2 separate regions of the Rattus norvegicus genome follow, and region 1 is linked to region 2. A link is a contact called in public Hi-C data. All regions are on one chromosome and are shown on one strand. The core of a region is the stretch at or near the end of the contact, and the rest is flanking DNA. Distances in the headings are between cores, read along the strand shown.

Evidence for each region. Hi-C and Micro-C count contacts between places; a contact is called where the count stands out from the background.
Region 1: a Hi-C map of psoas muscle shows a contact between it and region 2, with 3 times the contacts expected there. The contact joins the enhancer-like site here to the promoter of Ptger4 in region 2. A contact is called at or near these places in 9 of 12 Hi-C or Micro-C datasets (the A7r5 cell line, the Rat2 cell line, Schwann cells and 6 more).

The regions. Positions count from the first base shown.
Region 1 is chr2:56,937,495-56,943,171 of GRCr8, forward strand. No RefSeq gene overlaps it. Among named protein-coding and RNA genes, the nearest start is that of Dab2, 330 kb to the right of the region's middle. Within about 2 kb of position 1,852, at least 7 of the 93 cell types and tissues checked have an H3K27ac peak or open chromatin away from gene starts, as enhancers often do.
Region 2 is chr2:56,071,152-56,076,770 of GRCr8, forward strand. It overlaps Ptger4 (prostaglandin E receptor 4), which reads right to left and starts at 2,371. Exons shown (of 2, transcript NM_032076.3): 1 at 1,496-2,371. The coding sequence starts at 2,371.

The sequences.
Region 1 (5,677 bases), core at 602-3,101, 870 kb after region 2:
TTTACATTTTTGAGATATAAAAGTTGCTTTTCAATAGAAAAATCCATGACAAGAAACAATACAGAGTCATGTAGAATCTAAACGAGATTAATGGAGGGGAAAGAATTCATGTTGGAGGGTTAGCAAATCTTAGAAGTAGGATGGATTTGCTAGGTATTCATGAGACAGAATTGAATGGATGCCTATGCTTTTCACTGAGACGGAAACTGCTACAGAACTCTGATTCTTAGGAAGGCATTTAATGTTGGACAGGTAATTTACTATGGAATCAATGCAAATAGACTAAATGCCCCTGTTAAAATATACCTTGTATTGAATTAAAAGAAATGCTAGAAAGTTGAAATATCCAGATATAGCCATGTGTCTCTGCAATTACCAGCACTCAGAAAGCCAGTGCATGCCATCTCCCCAACACCAACAAAGCAAAAAAATGAAACTAACAAACTTCAGGAAAGTAAAAATAGACACTAAGAAATAGGGAAGGCATTTCTATCATATAATTTTATAATCTTTAAGTTTCATAAATGTTATGATTTTGTTGCCATGATAAAACACAATGACCAAAAGCAATTTATACAAGAAAGAGTTTATTTTGACCTATTCATGCAGAAGAGAAAGTTAGTAATGGGAGAGAAGGCACCACAGTGCTCAACCAAAGCATGAAGCTTAGAGGGCAACAGAAAAGAGAAAGCCAGACAGCAGTATAGAAGTGGATCAGAGATAGCCATGCTCAAAGACCTCCCTAGTAAAGTTCTTCCTACAGTGAGTTTCTTGCCCTGAAACTTCCATAGCCTCCCCTAAAAACCCAGCAATGGGGACTAAGTGTTTAGATATATAAGCCTAGGGGGAAATTTTTCTATTCATGTTACTATGTTGATAAGAAACATTTCATTTACTTAAAAGGATGGTAAGAGAGAACATGTTTCCTTGAAGAAGGCCAAGTGTACATATATCACCAACATGCTCAAAATTTCCTTTAGATGATTATATTTTTCTTGTCCACATTTGACTTGTGGATGTCTATTTGTAAAAACAACATCATATTCAAATCATAAATTGCATGAACTGAAGTGTTAAGTCTGAGGTCAGAAATTTAAAAGTATATGTGGGAGCGTGGTTAAAGTAAATTATTCTTTGTTCAAAAGAAAAAGTATTATTCATCCTTGGGCATGTTCAATATAATTTTAAATTACTGTTGTTATACTGACTTGGTTTCTGTTTCTGGAGAAAGAAACCTCAAAAAAATGCACAGTTTGCTACTGCCCTCTGCTGCACACAGGGCAGAGGAGCGAACTCAGAAGAATGGCCAGAGAGCTATAGTATCCTGACAACATACACAGGTAAGATCCTGTTTAGTGACTACACCAACTGATCCTGGGTAAAACACTGAATTTCACCACAAAATGAGTGTTTGAATCAGATTCATAGTGTGCTTAAAGCACCCTCATAACCCAGGAGAAAAGATAACTAAAATCCAAACAAAGCCCTTATGCCAGACAGATCTTTGTGGATGAGTTACTTTTGCATAGACATGGTCCGAAGCCAGAGGGGAAGCATTTCATTATTAAGAGGTCACTGACACTGCTCTTTGATGTTTAGTGAATTATTGTGAGAAGAACATCCAGAGAACAAAACGTTCCAATGGCCAGTCAATGATAAAATCTTACACAGGCAGACCAGCGTGAAGCGCAATTTTGCCTTTTAGAAACTAGGAAGGATTTTTGTTGTTTTGTTTTCAGTTTTGTTTTGGTTTGTGGGGAAAGCTTCCAGCCTGGAAAGAACACTGTGTGCCTCATACCAACAGGAGGCTTGTTACAATGGGAGCCACCCGTAAACCACATTCTACCAAACATGCAAACACTCGTCAGCAAACAGGAAGAAGTCACCCAACCTAGTCATGCAAGCTGGCTGTCTTCTCAGGCCTCAAAACTCACAAGTGTTCACGATGATCTTTTAGCAGCCTCAGCCAACTTTCTAGCCGCTGCTGAACAATGAGTCATTTAGGGCTGGAAAGGGAGGAGGAGAAGGAGAGGCAAACCAAATGCTGTATAGACGATATATCACCCCATCAAAAAAAACAGAGATATTCTCCTTTCATTGACAAAATGATATTAAAGCATCTAGTAAAACTAAAAATCATTTTAAGTATTACTTAATTCCCGGCGCCCTTTCACTTCCTAAATGGTCCCCAGTTAGCAACATCTATGGTGTGTCTCTCAACACTTTCCTTGTGGGGCTCCGACTTCGTCAGTGGTCACCAGAGTAGGAATTTCTCCAGATGGTAGGACATGTGCCACTGAGTCCTATATGCAAGGTAATTTTGAGGCTGATAAAGAATATTTTGAATGGCAAAATCAGCAAAGCTTTGTTCTGGCCAGTAAAACGGCAAAGCATGGGCAAGCAGAGCTTTAACGTCACACACATTTTCATCTCCCCACTGTTTATTCATATATCGCACTTGCAAAATTATCTCGCCGTGTATTTGCCTGTTCAATGGAACTGCCTAGATATTTGCAATTTAGATATTGTCTTTTAAATATTAATGTCCTATCAGACAAATGGCTTGAACGTATTTCCATCCTTCATATTGGATTTCTTTGCAAGGTCTACCAGTTGAATTCAAGGCATACTCAGCCTATACACCCCCTCCCACACACACATCCATATTTAAAAGAAAAAACCCTGAAAATCAAAGCCAAATGAGTTACACCTTTAAATGTATTAGGATGACTGACATTAAAAGTCAAATTATACTGACTTGGAAATGTATGCCTAATGGAATCCTACTTAGTTGTTCCACTTTGCATTGCCTATGGCTTTGGGGATAATATTGGTAAAACCATGCCAAGATCAGTTGTGCAGTTGCCCCGTGTTTTCTTCTAGAAGGTTTGTGGTTTCTGGTTCAATCCGTTTTTTGGTTGGCTTGTGTGTATTATGTGAGCTAATGGTCCAGTTTCATTGTTTTGTATATGAATCCTCAGTGTTACGAGCAACATTATTTTGACAGCTTTTCTCGTTTTGTATTCCTGGCATCCTTGTTGAGAATTAGCAGACTGTACTTATGGATACATCTCTGGACTTGTTACCACATCTCCTGGCTTTGTATGACTCTATTGGTGCCAGTTCCATGCTCTTCTGATCACGGAAACCCTAGAATGCATGAGGAATTTCTCAACCTCAGTCACCATGTGGAAAAAATAAAAGTTATGGCCGGCAGACTGGCTTAGTAGGAAAACACTTGTTTCCTAAGTGTAATGACACCAGAATCTGTATGTCAAGCATCCCCATGAGCACCTGGTGGCACGTGTCTCTTGCTTGTTATTTCAGATCTCAGAAGGGAGATAGGTACAGGGGAATCCCCAAGCAAATTTACAAGCTAGGTTAGCCCCAAGCTCATAATAGCAGCTCTATGTTCAACTATGAAAGCTTGACTCAAGCCTGAACAAGGTGACTATCAATCAAAGAAGACTCCCGATCCCACCCTGAGTCTCAATATGCACATAAACATACAAAGGTGCACAACTGTATGCATGTGAACTCCCACACATACAAACATGATGTACACATACATGCCACATACACATATATACATAAAAATGAAAGGAAGCACAAGTTAAACCTATGATAAGCTATTAAGTCTATGATAAGCTATTATTCTACACCTCTTAAAATGACCGTTATCTAAAAGCCAATTGTAATTAATATTGACAAAAGAATGGTGGAAGGGGACCTCTTGTCCACTGTTGATGGGACTGGTATAGCCATCGATGAAAAAGATATGGAAGTTCCTCAGAAAACTTGAAAGTAAAAATGCCATTTGATTCATCAATTCCACTTCTGTATCTATACCCACAGGAATTGGAATTCGTACCTCAAAAACATGCCTATGTGTATCATAGCATTATTTGCAATTACCAATATAGAAAATGCCTGTGTGCACTAGAAGGTGAATACATAGTCTAAAAATATACAGATATGTGCAAATATGATGGTCAATGTCTTATATTGATTATTCATATAGATTTATTCAAATATTTTAGAATATTAATGTATTATAAATAAAGAAACTATAATTACATGCACATGCCTACATTCAGTGGATCGCTGGCTATCCTTAAAAATATCTTGCTACAAATGAGTGCTCCAGTAGACAGACATTTTGCTATGTAAAATAAGCAAGATGCATAAACTAATTCAACATCATTTCACATATAAAATCTAAAGATAAACTCTTTGAAAAAAAGCTAGGCAACTGTTGCTGGAGGCTATACAATAGAAGAAATGGAGACTACAGACTTCCAATATAAAATCAAATGTGCAACCTGGCTAACAGTGCTTGCTACTATTATATACCCAAATTTGATGTGAGGCTACGTTAAGTGGTTTAATTATTATAAATTATAAGAAATCTGATGAGTATGTTAAATAGCTCAAATGTAGGGATGCCATTCTAGCTCCATGTGTACTTCAACATCCCTTGATATATGTTAAATGTGTATAATTGATAGTTCTCAATGATACCTCAGCAAAGCTTAGGGAAAGTAAAAAATGTAAACTTCAGGTCTGGGGTTACAGTGCCACCATACTGCATTCCTGTAAGGCAATTGTCTAAGTTTGCTAGAGACAGAGATGAGTGGTGTCTCTGAGTTTTAAAACATGACTATATCTGTGTTGATACTTCCTTTTTAATATTCACTTGACTTTTGACAGGTAGTAGTTTAAAATTGCCTTTACCACAGCATAAGGTTATGAAAGAGCTTCTGAAAGCTAGAAACACTGATCACTGATAGGGGTTAAGTTGCACTGAGTCCACAGTGATGTGTATGACCAACATGATGCAAGAGATTACAAGGTATATGAAGGACATTGTGAAGAATGGTTGGAAGCTCGGAAGTTTCTGTAAGGTAACCAGTAAGAAAAATGAAACTAAGAATCCAAGCACCGAACACGATGTACCTAAGAATACTGCCTTGAAAATTAAGGCAAAATTCAGGTCAGATGATGTTGGTCATAAAAAAATAATGTGAGGCCAGAATTTGGATAGGAAGACTCCAAAAGAACAAACTCTACTGTGGCAGAGACAGGAAGCCAATCTAGGACAGAACAGTGAAGGCATAGAGAAGGGGAGTTACTGCAAAGGGAAGAATTATTAGAATAAGAATTGCTATCATCTCCTTCTTAGAAATATGATCATCATAGGGACAAAACACACATCTCTACTCTAATGGTATTGCACAACTTTTTAGCATGACAAAGTTCCATTTCAAAGACATTTACTGACATAAAGCTAAAAGCATCAAAATTGTATTTTGGTATTAACTTATATTTTCATGAGTATTTCATGCATGCAGAGAGTACATTTCTATCTAATCCATGCTTCATTCCTTCCCCTTCAAGCCTTCCTCTATCCCCTCTACCCATCATCACTTTCCCCCACCAGCTTCAAGTTCCTTTTTTTGAAAAGCATCCACTGAGTTTGCTTCATAGATTCACTGTGTGGATGGATGCAGAATCTACTACTGTAGCATGTGCAGCCTTGCAAGGGTTGTGTTCCTTAAAAAAATTCGTTTCTTACCAATCCAATTCTTCAAAGAGTTAGACAGAACAATTTGCAAATTCATCTGGAATAACAAAAAACCCAGGATAGCTAAAGCTATCCTCAACAATAAAAGGACTT
Region 2 (5,619 bases), core at 1,121-3,620:
TAGAGACTAGAGGCCCCAGCTCTTCCTTTCCAGATCTCCCTTTATTCTGAGCTGCCATTACAGACAGTAAAATATATTTATGTATTTTGAGTGTAACTTAACTCTGTAAATTACATTAGTTTCTGAGATAGCCTCGAGGCTCTTCTGACCAGTCCTATTTACGTCTGTTTATACACATTGGCAAGAAGCTACTGTATGCTGGCTCTCAGTCGCCACTAAGTTTTCTTCCATTTACAGTCACCTTTGTAAGAGATAAAAATATTTCTATATCAAAGATACCTGGTAGTTTTAATAAGAGAAAGTAAAGAACAGGAGCCCTTACGTCTATTGCTACTCCCCCCCCCCCCCCAGCCCCGGACATAGACAACAATCTCTTTTTGAATAGGTGGTTTAGAATTTCTAGTAATGTAGTCTTTTGAGAGATAGAGCTCAGAACAAGATAAATTCTAGATGAAGAATAATGCTTGACCACTGATTTGTTTCTGGTGCGTTCTGTCAGTAACATGTAAAAGCAGAGAACTTTTACTTTTTGCTCCTCTCTGCTTATAATATTTAAGACATTACTGAAGGCAGCGTTAAAGAGTGTGTTCCTCAGAGATGAAGCGCACCAAGACACCAACAGATGCTCCACAAAGGTCCAAATTAGAAGTGTTCCAGCAAGACACTAATACTACAGTGGTGGGGACTGGAGTTCCAAAAGGGAGAAACTGCACCGCTCCTGGTCATTGAGAATGCACACTAACTAGTCTGTCATGCTTTCTTAGCTAGCAAAAAGAATAAGGAACTTGAATTTGGACCATACCCAGTTCAAGAGTCTGTTCAAGGTTTTGGGTGGGTAGGTGGTGGAGGGGTTAAGGGAGGCGGGGGCTGGGTGGGGGCAGGGAGCAGCATGAATGTGTCTACAAGATTATTCTAAGGACTCTTCTGTGAAGTGAGTCCTTAGGCTTTTTAAACGGAAAAGCATCTCGTCTATTCTAACTTTAAAATGCTGCATAATCTAGGAAAAAGTAAAAGGGTTGCAGAAATCAAAACGCTTGAACCCGCACTCTCCTACAGAAATGAATTCAACAGTTTTATCTCCCTTAGTTTGCTGACTCTGGGCCACAGAGTGGAGCGCTAGAGTAAGTAACGCTAGTGTGTTGTCCCCACCCCCCATCTAGCTGATCCTGCCTGAAGGTTCAGGGAAGATACAAAGAAAAACATGGGTCAATCGGGGAACCTGGGGAGGGGGGTTGTCCAGGGGACCTCAGAACTCATGCTTTCGGGGGGGGGGGAATAAATTCGGGGGACCTAAGGGGAAATCACCTGCTGAGTCTCTTAAAGGTCAGGGCTTAGAAGGAAAAACCTGGGTCTGCTCTGAGAAGCCTTGAAGTGGTTGTTTTCAGCCCAGAACTGGAGAAAACTGAATCCCCAAGGATTCAGGGCAACGGAGGGGAGCAGGAAGGCGGATGGACGCGGGAGAAAGGCCCAGTGGGCCCCAGCCCCAAACACTTACCACGAGCGGAATGGAGCAGATGAGCACCACCAGAGAGGTGGCGATGAGTAAGATGACCATCTGGATCTCTGCACCCGCGATGCGCCGGAAGCTCCTGCGGCGGCGAAAGTCACTGAGGCGCTGCAGGGCTGGGGAGGCGGCCGCGTGACCCCGACAGGCCACCGAAGCCACCGCTGCTGCAGCGGCCGCGTGGTGCTGCTCCGTGCCCAGCGAGGTGCGGCGCATGAACTGGCGGTGCATGCGGAGCAGCGCGCCGCACACCAGCACATTGCAGAGCACGGTGGCGAGGATGAGGAAGGAACTGAAGCCCGCGTACATGTAAGAGAAGGCGGCGTAGGCCGTTACGTTGGTGGTCCAGTCGATGAAGCACCAGGTCCCCGGGTACTGCCGCTCGGACCTACCCAGGCCCATGTTGGGCAGTGCGCAGAAGAGCACGTTAGATGCATAGACGGCGAAGAGCGTGAGACCGGCCAGCCGCTTGTCCACGTAGTGGCTGTAGAAGTAGGCGTGGTTGATGGCCAGGTAGCGCTCAATGCTCATGGCACAGATGATGCTGAGACCCGACAGGCCGAAGAAAAGTAGGATGAAGGTGCTGTAGTCACACAATGCCTGGTCTCCGGGCCACTGGCCCTTCATGTATGTGGCGATGGTCACTGGGCTTACCAACAATGTGCCCAGTAGGTCAGTGACAGCCAGCCCACATACCAGAGTGTAAAAGGTAGTCTCCTTCTGCTCCTTGCGCGACTTGCACAATACTACGATGGCCACCAGGTTGCCCACCACCCCGAAGATAAACATCACTGCGGGAATGGTCACTGGGCTGTTCAACCTCTCCGGAGTGGAGGAGAAGGACGCGTTGACTCCGGGGATGGACATGATGGTGGTCAGTAGTACACAGCTTTGGAGCTCACGGTTCGATCTAGGGATGGTATCTAGAGAGAGGAGAAGGAACGATGAGCCATTTACAACTTGCAAGGTGTTCGACCTCTTGGCCAAAAATGCTGTGTCGCGGACAAGGAGAGCAACCAGATCCGACTTCCTCATCCGTAGCTACTCACTTAACTGTAGCTACTTAAATCCTTAAGCTCTGGATCCGTTCTGTCAAGAGCACCACTCTGCTGACATTAATATTTATAAGCTGGTAACTGCCTTTCCCACCCCCACCCCCATACTCAGATCATTTCCCTCGTCAAGATGAGCAAGACCCTTCTCAAGGGAAAAGTGACTCTCTAGTGATATTCCCCACAGAGTGGATAAAATTCTCATCGAAACAAGTTACGGACATTTGGGGACATTATGGGACATTCTGTTCTTTGGCTTCCCGGAAGAGCGCCTGACCACGCAAAGACCTCCATCCAGACTTACCTGTAGGGTGGGGTGCGCCCCACGGTTCAGGCCTCAGTCGTTCTGGACCTACCACCAACCTCAGCCATCAGTCTCTTCTCACTCAGTGCGGAACTTGTCAAGCCTTTGCCGCTCTCGGAACCGGGGATCGAAGGCTGCCAACTTTCCGGAACTGAGGTCAGAGTATCTCGCTTTCAAAAAAGCTTGGAAAGCAAGAGAGGCTAGCGGGGATGGGTCAGTGAAGACCGGTCTGGGGTTTCCTGTTTGATTTACTAACCCCTTCTTCTTTCAAAGACCAGTCTCTGCTTTGCAGAGCCCGCAGGTCTAGCGCGGGAGGTCAGCGTCCAGGTGTGTCGCCACGCGTGCAGGTGGAACGGAGCGTAGGTCCCGGCTCCCTCCTCCCCAGCCGCGGGCAGAACGGACAGCTACCGGAGGCGGCGGCTACCGCTGAGGCCGCTCCTTGTGCTCTGGGGGCGGCACGGGGTCCACTGGGCCTGGGGCTCTGACCTGGAGCTGTTCATCTTCCTCTCCCGCTGCCGGGTTTCGAGCTTCGCTCTCCGCGTTTCCAGCCTCTGAACAAACTTTTCTCCACCCGCAAGTTTCCCTGGAGGGGGCGGAGACAGTCAGCGCGCGGCCCGGGCTTCCATTGGCTGACATGGAAAGGGGGCGGAGCGAGACTTCCTCTAGCACCGCCCGGGAGCCGGGTGATGGAGGGCGGGGCGGAGAGGCTGGAGAGGGCTGGAGGGACCTGCATGGGTGCCACTGGGCTGTGGGTGCAGCTTCAGTTGCCTTCCCTCCCTCGGAGGTACGGAGATCCTGCGGACCGATTCCCCAGGAAACCCCAGCTCGAGCTTTGTCACTCCGTGCTGGGCATTTAGTTGAATGATGCTGGGACCGGTGTCTGATCTACGTTGTTCTGCTGGGTGGAGTGGGTTTATTCTCGCACCTTCCACCCGCAGATGGGTCTTGGGATGTCGGGACGATTGCTTTAGGGCTCTACCCGGGAGTCACAGAGCGGAGAGGAGAAGTGGGTGTGTGGTTGTCCATGGGTGTGTACGCCCGAGCGCTCCGGGTGGGACTTGGCAGAGGCATGGGTGGACGGGTGAGTAGGTACCAGGCTTGGGCGGGGAGAAGACGAAGAATCCATCCTCTCACCATAAAAGGAGTTACTTGGCAGTGCCCTAGCTGCGTTCAATAGGGCACCAAAGCGGGGGCGGGGAGAAAGGCGAGCGACACGGAACTGCAACTTCTCGCTTAGGTGGCAGTTTTAGGGCTTTCTTTTGGAGACTCGTGGCCCTCAGCTACACCTGAGATTTAGTTGAGGGGACTGTTTAACTGTAGACAGCATTCTTCCTCAGGAGGGCTTCTGAGCTGAAACAAGCTGGCAACACCTTCCGCTTTCTTGGTTAGGTTTCTGCTGGCTGCCTTCACCTGCAGGATGAGAAGGGGTTTGACACTCAAGCAAATAAACGGATTTTTCCAGGCGTTGCCTCTTTGTTAACTCAGAAAAGGTCTATTTGCCTTTCCCCACGCTTTGGTTTATAGTTTGTTCAGTTTCTTTGATGAGGAACGATCATTTTTTAATTATCGACTATTGTCCTAAAAAACAGAATTTAAGATCGGAAAACACCAGGGGGCAATTAAAACCGTGTCACTAGATCCTTTAAACACTACACAAGAGAGTGTACTATGGTTTTCCAAACAATTCAAATTCTTCGAAAAACCTCACTCCATCGGAAACACTCACGGTTAGCATCATCTTACAGGGTAACTAGGTGGCTTGAATCTTGTATGAGACAAGTAGGTACCCCTCTAGTGTTACTTTATGAATAAAAAAAAATCTGCTAAGAATTTATCTGATTCTTCAGCAAGTCTCAGAAACAAACGAGTAATGAGAGAACCCGATTTCAGCTAGAAAAGTACTCAGAATTGTGTTTACTTGCATAAGGGAACATGTGGTCATAGTAATACATTCCGTGTGCAAGCCTTTTCTTCATGAACATCACAAAGGAAAGCATTCTTAGCCGATTAAAAAAGGGGGTGTTGATTGTTCATTTTTTTATCCCCCTCCCCCGATTGTTCATTTTTTGAGTCTGCTGTTACCACTAATGTCAAGGGGTATTTCTTTCTTTCTTTCTTTTTCTTTCTTTTTTTCTTTTTTTTTTTTTTTTGGTGTCTGTATGTCCTTTAGGTAGTAATCTCTAGAATGGTGTCAGCATAGGACACAAATCAATACCAGAAAAATAAAAACAGAAACTACCCTACACCCCATTCCTCACTAGCCACATTGCATGATTGTTACTCATGTTAACTGGTTGTCCGGAAAAAAGGTGAAGGGACAAGGTGGCATTTCCCATAGCCTGCTAACATATTCTTTCCAGTTTTTTTCCTCTTGAAGCTCCTGAAATGAACAAGTTAAGATCTGTGTAGTTCAGGCTACAGGAAATAGTTTCAGTTCATACAGATGGCCTTGGCTAAACTAGATATAAGTCTTGGAAAGGGATTGGTTGGGAAGGGAAAAGGGATTGGTTGAGAGGGAGACAGAGATCCAGGAGGTAAGTAAGAGAAAGGATGGAAAGAGAATAACAACACATTGTGTATAGTTATGAAATTTCAGAGAAAATTTTAATTAAAAGTTGGTGGTGTTAAGTTTTCATGATGGGGAATATACTAAGCTGGGCATAGAGGTTTAGACCTGTATTCACAATATTTGAAAGACTGAGGTGGGAAGATTGAGTTCAAGGCTAGTCTGGGCTTTGTTGTGAGATCTTGTTTAAAAC